Regions from separate parts of the Oryctolagus cuniculus genome. Here region 1 is linked to region 2. A link is a contact called in public Micro-C data. All regions are on one chromosome and are shown on one strand. The core of a region is the stretch at or near the end of the contact, and the rest is flanking DNA. Distances in the headings are between cores, read along the strand shown. Region 1 holds the start of LOC127490646 (collagen, type I, alpha 1b-like). Region 2 overlaps ARHGAP26 (Rho GTPase activating protein 26).

The links. A called contact is a pair of places that touch in the nucleus more often than the background predicts.
Region 1: a Micro-C map of ear pinna shows a contact between it and region 2, with 4 times the contacts expected there. The contact joins the promoter of LOC127490646 here to the enhancer-like site in region 2. A contact is called at or near these places in 4 of 6 Hi-C or Micro-C datasets (ear pinna, psoas muscle, skin fibroblasts and 1 more).

The regions. Positions count from the first base shown.
Region 1 is chr6:30,841,502-30,847,424 of mOryCun1.1, reverse strand. It overlaps LOC127490646 (collagen, type I, alpha 1b-like), which reads right to left and starts at 2,737. Exons shown (of 4, transcript XM_070075913.1): 1 at 2,733-2,737; 2 at 1,732-2,536; 3 at 1,158-1,523; 4 at 1-1,070. The coding sequence starts at 2,737. NR3C1 (nuclear receptor subfamily 3 group C member 1) reads left to right here and starts at 3,464. Exons shown (of 8, transcript NM_001082147.1): 1 at 3,464-4,638. The coding sequence starts at 3,464.
Region 2 is chr6:30,469,824-30,475,605 of mOryCun1.1, reverse strand. All of the region lies in intron 11 of ARHGAP26 (Rho GTPase activating protein 26), which reads right to left. Among named protein-coding and RNA genes, the nearest start is that of ARHGAP26, 230 kb to the right of the region's middle. Within about 2 kb of position 1,920, at least 1 of the 8 cell types and tissues checked has an H3K27ac peak or open chromatin away from gene starts, as enhancers often do. A contact at or near this core is called in ear pinna, where this site is marked.

The sequences.
Region 1 (5,923 bases), core at 1,488-3,987, 370 kb before region 2:
CACGCGACACCCCCGGGCCCAGAGTACGTATGCACTGAGCCCCTCTGCCCTCCCCTCCGCTGTCCACAGCCTCCCGGAGGGTGTGTCCGGCCCCCCGGCCCCGAGCGCGGCCGAGACGCTGCGGCACGGTTCCCGCGCAGCCTCGGAGCCCCTCTCCAAGTGACAGACTTTGCCCACCCCGGCCGGGGGCGGCGAGCGGCGCTCCCCGCGGCCCCGCTGCGGGCCGCGCCCTGGCCCTCCCCGACCGCCGCTGTCACCCGCAGGGGCGCTGGCCGCCCGGGGACGGGGACGAGCTCCACGAGTGGGTCCGGAGGCGCGGCGCTGCGCGGGGGCGGGCGGCAGGCAGCGAGAAGAGAAACTAGAGGAACTCGGTTTCCCCCCTCAGCCCGCCCGGCAGAGATCAGGTCGGCCGCCGCCGCCGCCGCTGCACTTCTTCCTGGGTGGGGGCGCCGAGAAGCCCGCAAGGCTCCGGGTGGCGCGGGCCGCTCTCGCGGGGTCATGCGGGGGGCCGCGGGCGTGCAGGCGCCGTCGGGCCGGGCGGCGGGGCGTGGGGGCGGGAGCTGCGGGCGCCCCTGCAGTTGCCGAGCGTCGCCAACAGGTTGCACCGTTCCCCGCGGCGGCCGCGCGGCCCCTCGGGCGGGGAGCGGCCGGGGGCGGAGTGGGAGCGCGTGTGTGCGAGTGTGTGCGCGCTGTGGCGCCGCCTCCGCCCGCCCCCCGCTCGGTCCCGCTCGCCCGCCGCGGCCGGGCGGCCCTTCGCGAGTCCGCGCTCCCTCCCCTCCTCCTCCCACTCCTCCTCCTCCTCCTCCTCCTCCTCCTCCTCCATTTTGCGAGCTCGAATCTGTGACTGGAGCCCGAGTCACCGCCCGCCCGTCGGGGACGGTTTCTAAGTGGGAGCGACGAGACGCCGCCGCCGGAGCGGCCGCCGCGGCGGGGCGCCGGGGACTGGGGGCACGCGCGCGCGCGCGCGCGGGGGCTCGGAGCCGCGGAGCCCGGAGCGGGGCGGGCAGCCGGCCTGTCAGCGAGGGGAAATGGGAGACTTTCTCAAATAGGGGCTCTCCCCTCCCCTCCCCCTATGGAGAAGGGGGCGGCTGTTTACTTGCATTTTTTAGAAGAAAAAAAAAACACACAAATTGCTCCTGCTCCTCCGGCTTTCACACGCTAAGTTGTTTATCTGGGCTGCGGCGGGAGCTGCGATCGGCGGCGGGAGAGCGGCGCCGCTGCCCGAGGTAAGAAGCGGGCGGCCGGGCGGCCGGGGTGGGGGCTGGGGCGGCGCGAGCGCTCGCTCCCCGAGGTGCCACCCGCCGCGGACCCGGGCCCGAGTCCGGGGGCCGCCGCGGGCGCCCGCAAACTTTTATTAGCCCGGGCAGCGGGGGTGGGGGCTGGCGAGGGCCAGGCGACGGTGACGAAAGGGCAGCGCGCGGGTGACAGCGCTGGCCTCTTCCTCTCCCTCCGTCGCCGTCGCCCGGCCGGGCCGAGGGGGAGGAACCGGAGCGGTGGCAGCGAGGGGAGCCTCCTCGAGCGGCCTAGGGTTGACAAGCCGGTGGCTCCCCGGCGGGAATCCCGGCCTTTTTTCGTGCCCCTTCTCCTCCCCCGCACCCCAGTCTCGTTGGCTTTTCCCCCCAAAGGGGCCGCCTCGACACCCCGGTTTTGTGTGTTTTTTATTTATTTATTTATTTATTTAAAAAAATTTTTGTTGAGGTGAGCGCCGAGCCGCGCTTGGGCTCTGCTCGCCCGCGGGTTCTCCTCGCCCGCAGGTTTCCCCTCCGGTCCCGGTGCGCAGCGTTTGTGGCGGGCGTGCGGGGCTGAGCGCGCGGGGGCGAGGGCGAGCGCGCCCGCAACCGCCGAGACTTCGGCCGGGCTGGTGTTATCGGAGCGAGTGGGCGTGTCGGGGAGCACGCAACAGGTCTGGACGCGTCGCGCTCGGCTCGCGCCGCGGCGCGGGGGCCCCCTGTGGGAAGAGAGACCCTCCCCGCCCGGGCCGAGGTGGGTGCTGCGGTTTGTGGCAAGTGCTGGCTCGGCGCGGGGGGCTCCGCAGCCCCCGGCGAGAGACGCCCCCTCGGCGTGGTTCGCGCGGGCCCCCGGAGCGTGGCGGGGCTGTTTGCGGTCTTCGCGCGGGGGGTTCGGGTCTCGCTGGAGGGGGCGTTTCGCCGCCTGAGGTATTGTTTTGGTTTCGGGTTGGAAGGCAGCTGTCAGGGAAGCGGCGGGGAAATTCATTAGGCTGCGATCGGCGCGCGGTGTTGGGAGATCGCTGCCCGAGGAAGGCGGGCGGGCGGGGAAGCCGCGGCCCGCGGGAGGTGTGCGGGCCCCCACCCAGCTCTGCATCCGCGCTGACGTCCGCGTGCGGGGAAAAAGTTTTCTTGGGTTGCACGGGATTGGCCCGCCGTGTCCCCGGAGCGCTCGGGGCAGCCCTGGCGTCCCGAGCACGGACTGCGCGCCGGTCTGGCTGCGCCCCTGCCTGGGGACTGCCGCTCCTGGGGTCCGGCGTGATCCTGCAGCTCTGCGCTCTTCTGTTTCTCGGTGTTTGGAAAGGCGGACTCTTGAGAGAAGAAATCGGGGTTCGTACTGAGGGTCTTAAGCAAATTTTTTTTAAAAAAAACGATAAGGTTTCATCTAGATGTTGGGAAGTTATAAGGACCAGATAACTATAAACTACAGTGTCGTGGGAAGCTACAACACATTTTGTTGAGCTTTTTTTTAAATCTTAAGTTTTAGTTGGCCCGTATACAACTTACCTCATTTTATATATTTAAAATGTGGAGGTGGGCACTATTAGATGTAGCAGGTCAGGAATACGCATTTAAAAATAGGAGCTTTTTGCCAGCCCGTAGACGATAAGGAGCACGTCAGCGTTGTTTGTTTTTTAATAAAACGTGCCTGGTTCACCAGTAGATTGTACTGAAAAGGGCTGGAGCTGTGAGTAGCTGGTAGGGGAGGTTGAATTTGGGGGAAATTAGGGGCTAGAGAATTCGAGCTTAGTGTTCACCAAATGTTAGCTGTGTTGGTGCTCAGAAAAGCAAACCACCTTGATTGAGAGGAGAGGAATTTTGATGGGAACACACTGTTTAAATGAAATACTTTGACATCAATCTGAACCTTCAGAATACTCAGCTGTAGTGAGTTAGAATGTCGGCGATGCGCAAGGCAGCACGTTCAGGGAGTGGCAGGCTGAATAGCCCAGCTTCGTCCCATTCAATTCTGCCCTTGCCTGTGCGGTGGACTGCACTGCACTTTGGAATGGGGTGCACTGAGTGGGAGCAGGGACGGGGCTTTCTGTTCTGCGGGGTAGAAACTTCTCTGCTGGTAACGAAGAATTTGTTCCAGAGTTAACTAAAAGGTTCATTTAACAAGCTGTTACTAATCGGATCGCGGAGACAATGTGAGGTTATAGCTTACCATGTCCCAACCCCCACCCCACCCCACCCTTTTTTTTTTTTTTTTTTTTTTTTGTAGCTAATATTCACTGATGGACTCCAAAGAATCATTAAGTCCCCCGGGTAGAGAGGAGGTCCCCAGCAGTGTGCTCAGGCCGGCGGAGCGCGGGAATGTGATGGACTTGTACAAAACCCTAAGGGGAGGAGCTCCTGTGAGGGTGCCTGCATCTTCTCCCTCACTGGCTCCTGCTGCGCAGCCGGACTCCAAGCAGCAGAGACTCGCGGTGGACTTTCCGAAAGGCTCAGCCAGCAATGCCCAGCAGCCGGATCTGTCCAGAGCAGTGTCACTCTCGATGGGATTGTATATGGGCGAGACAGAAACCAAAGTGATGGGCAGTGACCTGGCTTTCCCGCAGCAGGGCCAAACCAGCCTTTCCTCTGGGGAAACGGACTTCCGGCTTCTGGAAGAAAGCATCGCGAGCCTCAACAGGTCGGCTAGTGCTGCAGACAACCCCAGGAGCACAGCGCCTGCTGCTGGGTCTGCCGCCCCCACAGAGGGGTTTCCAAAAACTCACTCTGACCTGGCCTCCGAACGGCAGAATCCGAAGGGCCAGACTGGCAGCAGCGCCGGCAGTGCCAAGTTGCACCCCACAGACCAAAGCACCTTTGACATTTTGCAGGATTTGGAGTTTTCTTCTGGGTCCCCAAGTAAAGACAGGAGCGAGAGCCCTTGGAGGTCAGACCTGTTGGTGGACGAGAACTGTCTGCTTTCTCCTTTGGCGGGAGAAGATGATCCATTCCTTTTGGAAGGGAATTCGAGCGAGGACTGTAAGCCTCTTATTTTACCGGACACGAAACCTAAAATTAAGGATAATGGAGATCTGATCTTATCAAACTCCAACAATGTACCACTGCCCCAAGTGAAAACCGAGAAGGAAGATTTCATCGAACTCTGCACCCCTGGGGTAATTAAGCAAGAGAAACTGGGCCCAGTGTACTGTCAGGCAAGCTTTTCTGGGGCAAATATAATTGGTAATAAAATATCTGCCATTTCTGTTCATGGCGTGAGTACCTCCGGAGGACAGATGTACCACTATGACATGAACGCACAGCAGCAGGAGCAGAAGCCTCTTTTTAATGTCATTCCGCCAATTCCTGTTGGTTCAGAAAATTGGAATCGCTGCCAAGGGTCTGGAGATGACAACTTGACTTCCCTGGGGACTATGAACTTCCCTGGCCGGTCGGTGTTTTCCAACGGCTATTCAAGGTGAGTCGGAGGATTTTCTGTTTCTTAAGAGTGGTGCACTTGAGATCGATTGATGGCTGTAAGTGTTCACCTATTTGTATTTGTTCTCCAGAGATTCAGGGGCTTTTTCGTATGTGTAAGTTGAAGTGGCCTTTTGAAAGTAGGCATGGTAGATAACTAAAAGGTTTATCAGTACAGAACCATTTGTTTTTTTTTTTTTTTTTTAAGGTGCTGTTTGTTATCCGTTTGGACAGTGGTTGAAGATTTTATTTAAAAACTTAATACCCCCCTTTAATAGATGTTTAAAAATTATATAAATTTCAGGAAATATAATGAATTTACTATGTACCCTTGGCTGCTTCAGAGTGTACAATTAAAAGTATGCTAAGTGCTTACATAATCAAAAGTTGTGCTATAGTATTTGCATGTGTGTGGAGATTAAAGGGTTACAGATTATTACAGTTGCCAACTGTGAGCCCTGTTCTTGCAGCTCAGTGTTCTTAGAGGAACTTGTGTGTTGAGATTGTTAAAGCAGTGCAGTGAACGGTGTATACGAGACCCTAGTGTGAGCTGTGGCTGTGGCCAGCAGGGCTCCTGCCCGGTGGTGTGTGCTGAGTCTCTTGAAGAAGGGAATTGGCGGCAGCATCCTGCAGAATTCTGCTTTGAGATCTCTGCATTTCTGCCATCTCAAGTAGATGACTGGCAGCCGGAAGTGTTAAGCTTTAATTCTCAGCTGTCCTCTGATTGCTTTCTCTCCCTCCTTTTTCTTCAGTCTTTTGTAAGTATATTGACGATTCAGTCAGATCTCAAAAGAAATGGCGTCATCAGAAAAAAAAGTTCTGTGTTTAAATGTAGGTGTTGGTAGGGGTAACTTTCTGTGCCTCATACCTTCATCCTGAATTCAGACAAAAGCTAAATTGTATAATTTTAAGTGTGAAGGAAAATATTAAAATGTGTAGTACAGTGATTGTGTCTTTTTGTTGAAACATAGTAATTTATTTTTATGTAACCATTTCAGATTTTTTCTTACCTGTTGGGGGTATTCTGTGTTTCCATTAACTATGCACTAAGGATTTTGTGTAAATGTCTTTTAAAATAGTTTTTCCATGCTTATTTAGATGATTCAGGCTATGTTCTTCCAAAAGGCTTGGTTTTTACACACATACGTAGTTTCTCTTGCTCTTGCTTACTCGCTCGCTCTCTCCCCCTCTCCCACCCACCCTTTGGTTCTTAGGTGTCTTAATGCAAACCCCCTACCAATCTACTGTCTAGAAAACAGCCATCTTTTATTTAGAATATGAAAACT
Region 2 (5,782 bases), core at 671-3,170:
AAACGCAGGGCTTCCAGTCCTCCTTAATCAGGAGGTGAGTTTATGCCAAACTACTTTCCTTCAAGGTTCCCTGGGTCTCAGGAGACCCCTGCCGGGAACACCCAAACATTCCCCAACTGCAGAGCAGCGATCAACAAGCCCACGGACCAGGAACACGTGGTGCCCGATCCTCCGAGGCCTGGCCATCTATCTCTGTCTGGTTTGGGTAAATGAGCCCTGGAGAATGAGTTTTTAAATGAGGCTAACAAACCGTGTGTGCCAGCACTGCCTGATTACACAGCCTATCAGGATGGTCCCGGGTAGGGCAGCAGCCTCGGTACTGCAGAGGCCAGATAACGGCGAGGGAACAGCACAGGTGGGTGAGTTTGCATACTGAGTGCCACACCTGACATCTAACCCTTGCAGGCAACATACAGATTGGTCTAGTGGCGTGTCCACTTACAGATACAGGTGTGAGACCGTAGAGTTTACCCAAGGGTTCGGACTGCTGATGGTGTGTTACTCTTCTGTGCCTCCAGAGCGAAGTTCTGATCCTGCTTTGCCTTCCCCTGCCATGGCCACCACACACGGTTACCAGCTGCTCCACTGTGATGCTCCTGAGACCTTCTACACTGGCCAAGGGCACACAAATCACTCTCTAGAAGTGGTCAGCCTGCTCTGAGAGCTACTTCCACTCCCAGGTGCCCAGAGCTGCAGACCGAGGCCAGGGAGAGGAGCAGTGTGCTGAAATAGTGTGGCTTTGTCTTACAACTGGCAGAGTAAGTCAGGCTCCTCCACTTCCAGGTGGGCCTCGCCAGAGTCTCTGTCTTAATGGCAGGAACCCAACTGCCCAGTATCAACTCAAGGGGCCAGAGCCTCTCAACAATGCCTAACCAGGGCTCCTAAAGAGACTGAAACAGTTGTTTTTCTCACCAAAATAACTTGAAGTCCATCTTTCCTGGGCTGGCTTTGGGAGGCAATGGGTGAAGCCACTGTGACACTGGCATCCCATATTGGAGTGTCAGTACAAGTGTGCTAGTGCTAGCATACCTGCTACACTTCTGACCAAGGTCCTTGCTAATGTGCCTGGGAAGGCAGAGGAGAATGGCCCAAGTGCTTGGCCCCCAGATGCAGTTCCTGACTCTTGGCTTCAGCCTGGCCCAGCTGTTGCAACCATTTACAGAGTGAACCAAACAGATGGAAGGTATTCTCATCTTTCTCTCCCCCCACCCCTGCCTGCCTCCCTCCCTCTCCCTCCCTCCCTCCCTCCCTCTCTCTCTCTCTCTCCCCCTCCCTCCAACATTCCACTTTTCAAATAAATCAATATTTTTTTTAAGTGTATCTGTCGTGCTTAGCTAAGACCTGGCCACATGAAAGCCTCTCAGGCATCTAGCTTTTTATATTTGGAGGTAGCTATGCTCCAGTGGCTGCTGAATATTGAACACGGAGATTTGTTAAATGTCCACACCAGTGAATACTCAATTACATGCTTCTAGAAAACAGAGATTACGTGTGTTTATCTTATCAGTGTCCATCTGTGGGACATTAAAGAATAACCATGCAGTAATAATAATTTATTAATAATGATGAAAAAGCCCTGCTATCTGTCAAGACCCCCTGCCAAGCATTCTATAGACATTGTCTTGTTCGGTCCTCAGCCCACCTAAGTATTCCCATCATACAGGCAGTAAAACCAAGGCATTACACAAGCTGGGCCACTTGCCCAAGGTTAGACAGCTGGAAACAGTTTGAGGCCAGACAGCAACTCCCACATTCTACCTTCAGAGCCCAAACTCTTAACCACTAACCACGATAACGAAGACACTGTGATGACGATGACGATAGAGGTGACGAGGTGCTGTGGGCAGCAAGGGCAGGTGAGTCACGGAAGACCGAGCTTGCCCTGAGTCAGAGAGAAAATGAAACTGGGAACGGCCTTCTGACGGCTGCCTGCAGCGGCTGCCACTAACCCATGTAAGCAGCTGGCACCTAGCGCAGAAGTAACACTCCATATTCTCTGAACCGCAGGGCTAGAGCCTGAAGATAAACACTGGGACAGGAAAGTAGGTCTTTAATACAAATCACAGGACACCGCAATTCTCTGAGTCCTTACCCAGAAGCTACAACGCGAGTACAATTTAATAAATCAAAGGAGAGTGAGGAAAGCCTTCATACGCTTCCTCTGCGCTAAGATGTGATTTTGCAATAAATTCTGCTCACCGCCGAGCCAAGTCAATCCCTGTGTCCCTAGAGAATGGGGAGAGAATAGAGTCACTAGGATTCCCGGAATGCTTCTACGAGTAACCTTCAGTACCATTATCCTGGCTGTACTGAGAAACCACAGACACGCTTTCTTCTTCTTACCATTGTTAAAGACATAAGCAAATCACTAATGAGACAAAACCGTCTAACTCTCCTCTCACACACAGCTGCATGAGCATGGGGCCACACCCTGCTTGGGATGAGAATGTGCACAAACGAAGGTGTTACCCATACAAGTTCACAGGCAAGCAGATTTACAACTCTGCTCCCCCCGGGACTGTATTGTCTTCACCAAATGCATCTGTGATTCCCCAGGGTCACTTGCCTGGGCTATCTGAACCCGCACCACAGGGCTGCTGGCCTGACCGACCGACAGGGAGACGCACCCGACAGGGCCACAGGGCAGCATCTTGAAGCACTGCACAGTCTGCTTCTACACTTGCATACACAATCACGTCCCAGCTCTCTGTGCATTCACCATTGCTAAAACTTGTCTTTGTTTCTTCCTTCGGTTGGTTTATTAATTGTTTTCCCTGTAAGTGGTGACAGATGTGTAGTACATGCCTGCTTGGGGTTTATGTTCAGTTTTACTATGTGTTGGCTATACATATTTATCAATTAACATCCACAGATTTCCATTTCTTGCTATTTCTAAAAGGGGGACTTCTAAAATGGGGATTTTAACACTCCCTGCCTCTTGCAGTTGTGAAAATTAAGTGGAATAATAATAATGAAATATTTAGCAGAGAATGCAAATTCTGTGGCCTACACAGAGCATTCTATACAGATAAAGTTCTGTATCTTCATCACCACCATACTCTTCTTTCCGTCTCGTCACACCTTTCATTTAAAGAACAAAACGGCCAACCTCTCCTGTTGATGGAAATGAGATAAATGGCTAATGTTGGGGATGCAGTCTGAGGAAGCCAGGACACAGGTCTCACTGGTGCTGTGATACAGCAACTGAAATTCAGGCATGAAGGGAAGGAAGAGGAGACAATCTAAGGTCAACTTTCAGAACAATGGCTTTTTAACAGCAAGCAAAAGTAAAAATAACTGCCCACCGCCAATCAACCACATTTTCATGCGCCATGAACTATACTAAAGTCTGTAAGAATCATTCTATTCCATCTTCAAGCCTTGCAGTACTACCACTGCCTCTGCTTCCTGGAGTCCAGCAAGTTTATTAACAAAGGTTACACTGCTAGCAAGTGATGGAGCTGGGGTTTGAACCAGGTGGAGCTCCCTCGAGCCTGTACTCAACCACAGTTTCATACGACTTCCCCACCCAGTCCTACTTTCCAGAGGAAAAATAGCCTGGCATGTAACAAAGAAACTCAAGACAAGCTAAGTCAAAGAAACTCAAGACAAACTGAGCAGTAATTAAAATGGCAACAATGTAATCATTGTGTAAGAACAAAATTTCCACCCAATTTAAACACAACAGTGATTCTACAAACTTCCAATTAATACATGATATGGCAGTAATTGAAAACCACAACCAGCTTGAGACACTTGAAAACGCCCCAAAAACATCCTTCCTAAAAACTCTGAGCACACAGAGAACTAGCCAGGGCTGCCCAGACCATACGGCAGACTGCACAGCAGAGCGCCACATCGGAACACTGGGCAAACTTGAGGCTAAGTTTAGGAACTGTTAATAACACCCCTGAGAAGTTGCTAGTAAGACTCCCTTGGTCTATGGAACACCAGGCATAAAATCCAATGATGGACATGAATTTCTGGATGGTGAACACCTCTCTTTTCACTGGCGGGCCAGAGGCCACCCTCAGAAAAGCTTTTGAGAAGCACTTTTAGAATCTCACTGGAGTGGGGCTAAAATCCATTTGAGCGGCGGGGAATAGAGGGGGTGTTATCGCCTACCCGGGGGCCACAGTTTAGGAGCCAGGTGGGGGGCTCCTTCTCCATCTCGCATGTGGCTCTCCTCACCAGACTGGGGGTTGACAGTGCTCAAAAGAGAAAGAGGGCTTTCTCCCTCTGCTGCTCCGGGCATCGCATTTGCTGTCTCGGTAAGGCTCTCTCAAAAGTGAAGCTCTGAGCGGCGGACGTGTGGTGCAGCGGGTTAAGCCTCCACTCTGGACACCTACATCCCACATAGGAGTGCCAGTTAGAGTTCCAACTACTCCACACTTCCAATCCAGTTTCCTGCTCATGTGCCTGGGAGGCAAAAACGATGGGCAAGAGGTGGACCCTGCCACCCACACAGGAGACCCAGATGGAATTCCTAGCTCCTAGCTTTGGCCTGCCCTACCCCAGTCTGTTGTGGACAATTGGAGTGAACCGACAGTTGGAAGACACCTCTCTCTCTCTTTCTCTCTCTCTCTCTTTCTATAACTCTGCCTTTCAAACAATTAAAATAAATCTTCAAAAAAGAAAAATGCCTGAAGCTAATAAAAACACATTTGATGGCACTTGCCAACGACCTATTGCTGAACCAATATCAAGACCTTGCTCTTGTGTGACAGAATTACACATAAAGAGGGTTTGGTAACTGGCATACAGTAAGCCTTTATCCACACTAGCTGGATAAACAGTTTTTGAACAGAAGAAATGAGAGGGAAGTTAAAATTTTAAAAATCCTGGCTGGCGCCGTGGCTCAGTAGACTAATCCTCCGCCTGCGGCGCCGGCACATCGAGTTCTAGTCCCGGTCGGGGCGCCGGATTCTGTCCCGGTTGCCCCTCTTCCACGCCAGCTCTCTGCTGTGGCCAGGGAGTACAGTGGAGGATGGCCCAAGTGCTTGAGCCCTGCACCCCATGGGAGACCAGGAGAAGCACCTGGCTCCTGCCTTCGGATCAGCGCGGTGCGCCGGCCACAGCGCGCCAATCACAGCAGCCACTGGAGGGTGAACCAACGGCAAAGGAAGACCTTTCTCTCTGTCTCTCTCCCTCACTGTCCACTCTGCCTGTCAGAAAAAAAAAAAAAAAAAAAAAAAAAAAAAAAAAAAACCATGCTCGAGCTGAGGAGGCCAAGCACTGGCCAGATAGCAGGCATGCCCGGACGGATCATTTACGTCTCTCTTTTCAACATTTGGAAAATGAATCTTTACCTGACACAGGAACAAAAATATACAATTTAGGCCTCATCAAGAGAAAACACAAAACAGATTTATCTAATCTGGCTTATCACAAGGCTATCAAAATCCCTCCCATCACCATTTACTCTCTGGGATCCACTGTGACATGTTAGCTCTACAACCAGCAAGTGACAATAAATGCACAAACAGCTTGTGAGTCCATGGTACCAAGGGCGAGTTCTGAAATGAGAGCTAAGAAATGGATTCCCATCTCTGTGCCATGTCTCCTCTCCTGTACAGCCACCCGCTGCCTCGGGCGTTCTAATGTAAAGCGTCCAGCAAAATGTAACCAAATGACCAGGCTCTTAAAGTCACAGGGCTACCTTTGGACAGCCCTGGAAGCCTTCCTGCTCAGCCACACAGCAGCAGGTCAGTGCCTGCACAACTGCTGGGCAACATGATGTGACAATGAGGATGGAGAGAAAGCACCTTCCTTTTCAATTAGT